2 separate regions of the Macaca mulatta genome follow, and region 2 is linked to region 1. A link is a contact called in public Hi-C data. All regions are on one chromosome and are shown on one strand. Each heading gives the region's core, a stretch centred on a gene start, on an enhancer-like site or on the middle of the called end of the contact. The rest is flanking DNA. Distances are from core to core; before and after follow the strand shown. Region 1 holds the start of TMED10 (transmembrane p24 trafficking protein 10). Region 2 has its middle 15 kb from the start of FOS.

Evidence for each region. A called contact is a pair of places that touch in the nucleus more often than the background predicts.
Region 2: a contact with region 1 is called in a Hi-C map of fetal cortex germinal zone, with 3 times the contacts expected there. The contact joins the enhancer-like site here to the promoter of TMED10 in region 1. A contact is called at or near these places in 4 of 14 Hi-C or Micro-C datasets (blood, fetal cortex germinal zone, fetal cortical plate and 1 more).

The regions. Positions count from the first base shown.
Region 1 is chr7:148,369,030-148,372,925 of T2T-MMU8v2.0, forward strand. TMED10 (transmembrane p24 trafficking protein 10) reads right to left here and starts at 1,868. Exons shown (of 5, transcript XM_015144148.3): 1 at 1,610-1,868. The coding sequence starts at 1,834.
Region 2 is chr7:148,490,197-148,494,092 of T2T-MMU8v2.0, forward strand. No RefSeq gene overlaps it. Among named protein-coding and RNA genes, the nearest start is that of FOS, 15 kb to the left of the region's middle. Within about 2 kb of position 2,070, at least 37 of the 40 cell types and tissues checked have an H3K27ac peak or open chromatin away from gene starts, as enhancers often do. A contact at or near this core is called in blood, fetal cortex germinal zone, fetal cortical plate and 1 more, where this site is marked.

The DNA of each region.
Region 1 (3,896 bases), core at 618-3,117:
CTATTAAAAAGTAAAAACGAGGCCGCCGGGCGCAGTGGCTCACGGCTGTAATCCCAGCACTTTGGGAGGCCGAGGCGGGCGGATCACCATCGTGGTCAAGAGATCGAGACCATCCTGGCCAACATGGTGAAACGTCATCTCTACTAAAAACACAAAAATTAGCTGGGTGTGGTGGCGGGTGCCTATAGTCCCAGCTACTTGGAAGGCTGAGGCAGGAGAATCGCTTGAACCCAGGAGGTAGAGGCTGCAGTGAGCTGAGATCGTGCCACTGCACTCCAGCCTGGACGACGGAGGGAGACTCCGTCTCAAAAAAAAAAAAAAGGTAAAAATGTTTCTTACTATTTAGCATAAGAAAAGCAAGCCTCATTGTGTTACAAAGAAATAAAAAAAGACACTTTACTTATTGTGAATGAATAAAATTACCTAAAATACAACCAAATACTGACAGATATCAAATTATATTAATGTCTCAAAGACCAGGCCAGGCTACTCTTAGCTACAGAATGGGACCAAACTAGTATTATGGTAGTAGTTGTCACCATCCAAGAGCACAGTTGGTATTTACATAAAAGTAGCCAAGTCCAGATTCTGGTATACCAAAGAAAAAGGACTAGAGACTGAGACCATTTTGTAACCAATAATAGACTTTAATCAATTACAGAAATTACGAATTTAAAACAAGGAAGGAATAAGGTTGCAGCGCTTTTCCCTCAACATACTTAACTACCAAACTAAGTAAGAATCTATTCCAACGCAAGGACAGAAAACCAAACACCGCATGTTCTCACTCATAGGTGGGAAGTGAACAATGAGAACACTTGGACACAGGACGGGGAACATCACACACCGGGGCCTGTCGTGGGGTGGGGGGATGGGGGAGGGATAACATTAGGAGAAATACCTAATGTAAATGACGAATTAATGGGTGCAGCACACCAACATGGCACATGTACACATATGTAACAAACCTGCACGTTGTGCACATGTACCCTAGAACTTAAAGTATAATAATAATTTTTTAAAAAAGAATCTATTCCATCTGTGACACTAGTTTATTCTACCTCTGAGTCTCAGTTTCCTCATTTGTAAAATGGGGCTAACAGTACCTATCTACTTCATAGGATAGTGCATGAACCAAATGGTAATATATGCAAAGCAGCACAGTAACTGACACAGCAGATGCTCAATAACATTCTATTAATCACAGCTTTGTCTCCATTACTTTCCTGCAGGTATCGCGGTATCTTATGATGCCAATTCCCATAAATATTCAACATCCCAACACTTATTTGGAGAACCAAGTTACGGTTCAAGGTATCTGAGACCAAAACTGGTATAGGACGTTGACAACAACCGCTCCAGCTCAGGTGTCACCACATCCGCCAAAGCCTCGCAGCCCTTCTTGGGGTTCCCAGGCGTTGGTGCCCAGCCCCGCCCCGCGAAAGGCAACCAGCGGGGTGAGGGGGCGGGCTCCACCGCACGTCCTTTGCGCTCCCCAGAGGCGAGAACAACTCACGGGCCTCCGCCCGCCCGACTCCCCCGAACCCGGGCCTCCCCTCGCCTAAGCCTGCAGTCTTCCCTCCCGGCCCCATGTCGCCCAGTGCCGCACCTTGAGGTGGCTGCGCAGGCCGCCAGCGCCCCCAGACTGGTCGGAGATCTCGTACGCGCCAGTCACTAGCAGGTCCTTGTGGATCTCCTCACGGAGGCACTTGCGAGAGTTAATGGGAAGATGGAAGGAGATGGCGAGGACCAAGCTGGGGCAGAGCAGGAACAAAAGCAGCAACGCCAACGGACAACGGCCACGCCGGGCTGGTGGGCCAGACAAACCAGACATGGTGCTGGAGACTCGTTCACCACCCAAGGCCTCTACCGCGCCGGAACCGGGAGGACCCACGTGACTCACCTCTGACCTACTGATGCCGTCCGCGCCATTTTGGAGTCTGGCAAATAGAGAAAGAATCTGTAGCGAATCTTTTGAAAAGGGAAGAAGGGATAGGTACCATGTCAAAACCACAAACTTAAGTGGTTAAAGAAGCTTTAATAGAATACTGTTGCAAAAGTTTTATTTTCGTTGAACTTAGTGACTACTAAGTCGGCCATGGCAAGTATGGGCAACCCTGGAAGTAATTCTCCTTTAACTTCCGAAAGATGTACCCAAGAGTTTAAAGGCGAGTGACACCATAGCAACCAAGCCCCAATAGGAAACAGCCACAAGACCCTTTGCTGGGCCCGCCCACCGGCCGGCTGGGCGCGCGGGCGGGGAGTAAGGCCGAGTCTCCGAGGCTGAGGCGGGTTGCAAGGCACTCTCGGCGCCTTTGACACCTGGATGACACCTGGGGCATTGAGACACTAGAGAGGAAAATTTCGAGGAAAGATTTAAACTTGGCTATTAGCGAGTGTGGACCAGTACCTTAGAGAAGTTGTAGAGGTTACCTGATGAATGTGTGCCGGGCAGACATCCAATTCATGTCCCAGAGCAGGGTATTTGGGCTGGAGTTAACTGTCTGGCTAACTGAATGTACATGGTGTTATTATTATTATTATTATTGTTATTATTATTATTTTAGCAAACATTGAATGTCTTCTAAGCTATATTCAAAACAAATTTGAATTTGGTATTTAAATTGAATAAAACAACATGTTTTGGTCCAGTCTCAGATGAACATAGTTAAGGGTTTAGCAGATAAGTGTTGTCAGGGAAAGTGAATATGTGTGTGTTGTAAGTTCACAAACACTTTAGGGATCAATTGCAAATAGACAAGCAAATTGACATGGTAATAATTCATACATTCATTCAATGGAGTACCTACTGTGTGCCAGACACTATACTATGCATGTATGTCCACACGTTTATTGATTTAACAAACTATTACTGAGATGCTATCAAATATTCAGAGCTGAAGAATATATGAAAATAAACGGCCGGGCACAGTGGCTCATGCCTGTAATCCCAGCACTTTGGGAGGCCTTGTGACTTTGGATCACAAGGTCAGGAGTTCAAGACCAGCCTGGCCAAGATGGTGAAACCCCATCTCTACTAAAAATACAAAAAAATTAGCCGGGCGTGGTGGCGGGCGCCTGTAATCCCAGCCACTTGGGAGGCTAAGGCAGAGAATTGCTCGAACCTGGGAGGCGGAGGTTACAGTGAGCCGAGATGGCGCCACTGCACTCCAGCCTGGGCGACGGAGCGAGACTTGTCTCAAAAAAGAAGGAAAGAAAGAAAATGGAATTGCTTCTTGGCCTTTTGGCTAAGATCAAGCGTAGAAAATAAACGTGGAAGACACAGTAGCCCATGTTGGGAATCATTACCTACTTTGATTAACGTTTATTGAGCATCTTCAGAAATATCCAGAAGATGGACTGTCTGCCCTTAGTAATGTACACGATTGGTGTTTTTTTCTTTTTAAACTTAGTCCATTTAGTTATTTTCCTAGAAACGAAATCCCACAAACAAAACAAGAACAAACAAAGAAGCTGTAAAGCATTTACAATTTTGACAAATGCCATACAATAATTATTTTATGAGGTGTCCACTTAGGAACATTTCATTTGATTGTTGTATCACTGATCTAAGATAAGATTGCTAGTCCACACAGTGCATCCTGATAATTTGCATTGGCCTTTTCCCTGCCAATGCAGGCAATCAGTTTAAGCAGTTATCTAATTCATTGTCTACTTGCATTCCTGAGGCTCTGCTGACCAATAGCAAGAGATCTGCAACCCATGAAAAAACTGTGTATGTGTTTTCTTTAAATTTCCATCTTACATTTACATAATAGATAATGCAATTTAAAATATTTTCACATATCATAATGATCTCCTTTGACATTTTCAAAAACCCTGTGAAATAGTCTGGACAATTTGTTCATTTTACAGATGAGGAAACTGAGGTTCTG
Region 2 (3,896 bases), core at 820-3,319, 120 kb after region 1:
CTGATTTGCTTCGTCCAAGGGCCTAGTTTGAGGGCATTCATGGCTTCTGCAAGTTTGAGCATCACTTGCTCCTGGTGCTGGCAGTGCCACTCAGCCATGGACTGGAGCACCACTTGGTTTGGAGCTTGTACCAATAGGAGCTGTAAGCCACGACCTCGGTGAGGTCTGAAGACTCTAGAGCCTTCAGTTGGAGCATGGCCTTGCTCATCGGTTCGATGTAAGGGATTATGTATCCGGGTCTGTTGGGGGAAGGGGATGAGAGCTCCCAGGTAGGGCATCCAGGCCAGCACTGGTCACACTCAGGTCTTTGAGCAGTCTGCCTTTTAAATAAACACTATGAGCTGGCAATTCTAATGTTGTCAGTGACAAAGTACTTCTTCCTGAAAATATCTTTTGTTGTTTTAAGTTCTAAACATTTGCTGGGATTACTATTGAGTTTGAATAATGTAATACGTACCCTTCATTTTTAAAAATTACTTAAAAAACAGAGATAACACAGTGACTGTGAGGACTGAATTTGGGTTGCTTCTGTTCCATGTAACCATTTGGAGTTTTTGTGTTTCAAATTTAAAACTGTGAAGCAGTGTGATACAGTGCTTTGCCATGTTTTTATTTGACAAATGCACATTTTAGTTAATACATCAAATATTTTTACTAGATTTGAAAATTATCTTTAAAATAGATAATTCCTTTTGCTTATTTTATTTATTTTTAAAAGAGGGTCTCCCAGTGTCACTCAGGCTGGAGTGCAGTGACTGCAATCAAGGCTCACTGCAGCCTCGACTGCCCTGGCCCAAGATCTTCCCACCTCAGCCTCCCAAGTAGCTGGGATCACAGGTGTGTGCTATTATGCCCAGCTAATTTTTTTATTTTTATTTTTGTAGAGTCGGGGTCTCCCTATGTTGCCCAGGCTGGTCTAGAACTCCTAGGCTCAACTGATCCTCCTGCCTTGGCCTCCCAAAGTGCTGGGATTACAGGCGTGGACCACAGTGCCTGGCCCCTTTTGTTTATTTTAAATCTAAGGAAGACTCGAGAAAAAAACATTACATCAGTAGTATGATTTAGGAGTTGCACTACTAATACTAGGTAAGTTTCTCTTGTGCTGCCTGGAAATAAAAATAAACACTCAACACTAACTTGGGGCTCACAACATGCTTGACACTGTTCCAAACACACACACACACACACACTCATTTTAAAAGTCCTCATCTACTCTTAAAGGTAGGTCCTGTTAGTCTGGGACCCAGAGATCTGCTCAAGATCATCCAACTGGAGTGGCAGCGCTGAAATTTGAGTCCAGGCAGTGTGGCTTCAATGCCTGAACTCTTAGCCATTATAAAGGAAAAACAAAGCAAAATCAGTATCCCCAACAACCTTGCAGGCAGGGAGGCCCTCAGAAGGGACAGGAGAGGCCGGGCGCGGTAATCCCGGCACTTTGAGAGGCCGAGGTGGGCGGATCACCTGAGGTAAGGAGTTCGAGACCAACCTGGCCAACGTGGTGAAATTCTGTCTCTACTAAAAATGTAAAAAATTAGCCGGGTACGGTGACGCGCACCTGTAGTTCCAGCTACTTGGGAGCCTGAGGCGGGAGAATCGCTTGAACCCGGGAGGCGGAGGTTGCAGTGAGCCGAGATCGCGCCAGGGCACTCCAGCCTGGGCGATCGAGCGAGAGTCCATCTCAAAAAAAAAAAAAAAAAAAAAAAGGAAAAGAAAAAGTAGGGACAGGAGGGTTTCCTTCCGTTCCTGACCAGCCCTTGCTGGCCCCTGGGCAGAGGCAGCGCCGGCTTCCAGGAACCTCAGGGAGGGACGTTTGGGAGTGCTCTCTCAGCGTCCCCTTCACCGCCCTCTCTACACCCTTGCCGCGCTCCTGTCCTCGTCCGCCAGGCCAAAGTTTCTCCTGGCCCTTCCCAGCTTCCGGCCCTTCGCTCCAGGCCAGGTCGCAGGGCCAGGCGGTGCCAGGAGCTCGCGAATCCTCTGTTTACTGTTTGGTTTCCACGGTGACACGTAGGCGCCGTCAGCGACTCCCGTCACCGCCCCGCAGCGCGGTCCCCACCCGGCGCCGTGACGTCGGCCCTCCGCTTCCGCTCTGCCCATATTTGGCTCAGCCACTGCGCAGCCGGCCCGGGATAGGCTGAGGGCGGGACTCCCGCCGCGCCCCGCCCCCGGTTCCTGCCCCGCCCCCTGGAATGCTGGGCAGAGGCTCCGAGCCACGAGACCCCCGCCCCCTGCCCCGGGACCCACCTGGGCGGAGGCGAGGGCAGGGGCGCTGGGGGCCCAGAGAGAGGACGCCGCGATTGATGGATGAGCTGTTTCCAGCATTCCTGTGCGTCTGCTGGTTGAGGCTGCAGTCAAGATTTGGGGCTGTCTCGTTTGTTGTGGGTGGGTGATCTGGGATCACGATTTTCTCACTCTGTGCCCGGAAATCATGCCATCCCTCGCCCAACGCTGTATTTTATAGGCTTCAACTCAAAATTTTCCTTCATGGCGCAATGGAAAGCTTTGAAGACCGCGGTTCTGGGGTCAGCGTTGCCTCTCGGGGGATAAGTGACCTTGGGAAGGCCACTTGCCTTTTCCTGGCCTGATAAAATGAACCGTGGGAGTGGTCCATAATGGTTGCAGCCTTGTCATCAGACTTGTGAGGGACTTCCATCACCCACTAACCACCCCCTCCCCAGGACATAACTGGAATATCAGTGAATTTCTTTGAGCATGGACCCCTACAGTTCTGCCCCCTGTGGTGACTGGATTTGTGTGTCTCTGCACCTTGCTCCTATTAGGCGCTTAATGAACTTTAGTTAACTGATTATTGAATGAATAATACGAATCACGTTCATAAATCCGGACCCCTGCAATTCCTCTTCCAGGCCGGGGGGCGGGGGCGGGGAGGGTAGGGGATGGGGGAGAATATTGCGATGATTAATAATCGCGCGGCAGGGTTGCTGATGTAAAGCGATTTGCAGATCTAAAGGGCAATAAGCATTCCTGGGAGAAATCCAGCGAGATTCCAGAAGTCTCTGAGGGAGCCGTGGGTGTGTACCGCCGGGCCCGGAGGGCGGGGGTGGGGCAGGCAGTGCCGCAGTGGCCACTGCTGGGGAGCCGATTGCAATTGCGAGGAGAAGCGTGGGGTTAATCCTTCAAGACGCCTGTCGCCATCCTCCCACCCCCATTCCTGCCCCCTAGATTCCCCAGTTCCTCTGGCTGAAGGAGTGTGTGTTTTCTAGAGTTTCAGAGCTGGAAGGCACATCGGAGACTTAATCTAATTTAACCTATTTCGCCAACAGGGAAATTAAAGCTCAGAGAAGTTGGTTCAACCATCCAAACTTGCACAGCTAGTTAGAAACTGATAAAAGTCAGGATATCTAGCTTCAAATAGTGTTCCACATCGCCTAGGTGCTTCTAACTTCCTGTGCTTCAGAACCCTGTTGCCTGGCTCAGCTGGTGGGTTGTACATTTAGGCTAAATATTGACTTCAGGGCTCTTAAAGAATGCCATTGTCATGTCTGCTGCCACACGCAGCCCTCACCATGACACCAGGGCCTAGGGGGATGGCCAATAATTGTGTACTTCCTAAAGCCTCAAGCACTCCTCCTTAGAGGGCTGGAATGGTCACCCCTGTCCAGGGAACAGGAGTTGGCTGTTCTGAAACTAGTCTTCGTCTAGCAGTTGGTCACTTTTCACAGTTACCCAAGCCTTGCATTAAACTTTTCTCAGCCAAGACTACAGCAGGAGGCATGAGTAGCCCTAACCCTTTTCTGCTGTTTGGAAGTCTTCTCAAGGCACACGGAGGTTCCTTGCTGGGGGTGGGGAAGAGTGCCTCTTTAATGCTGCTCTCTTTGTCTTTCCCCTTTCAGTCTCACCCAACTTCCTCTTAACTGGGGGTGTTTCTTCTCTAACTT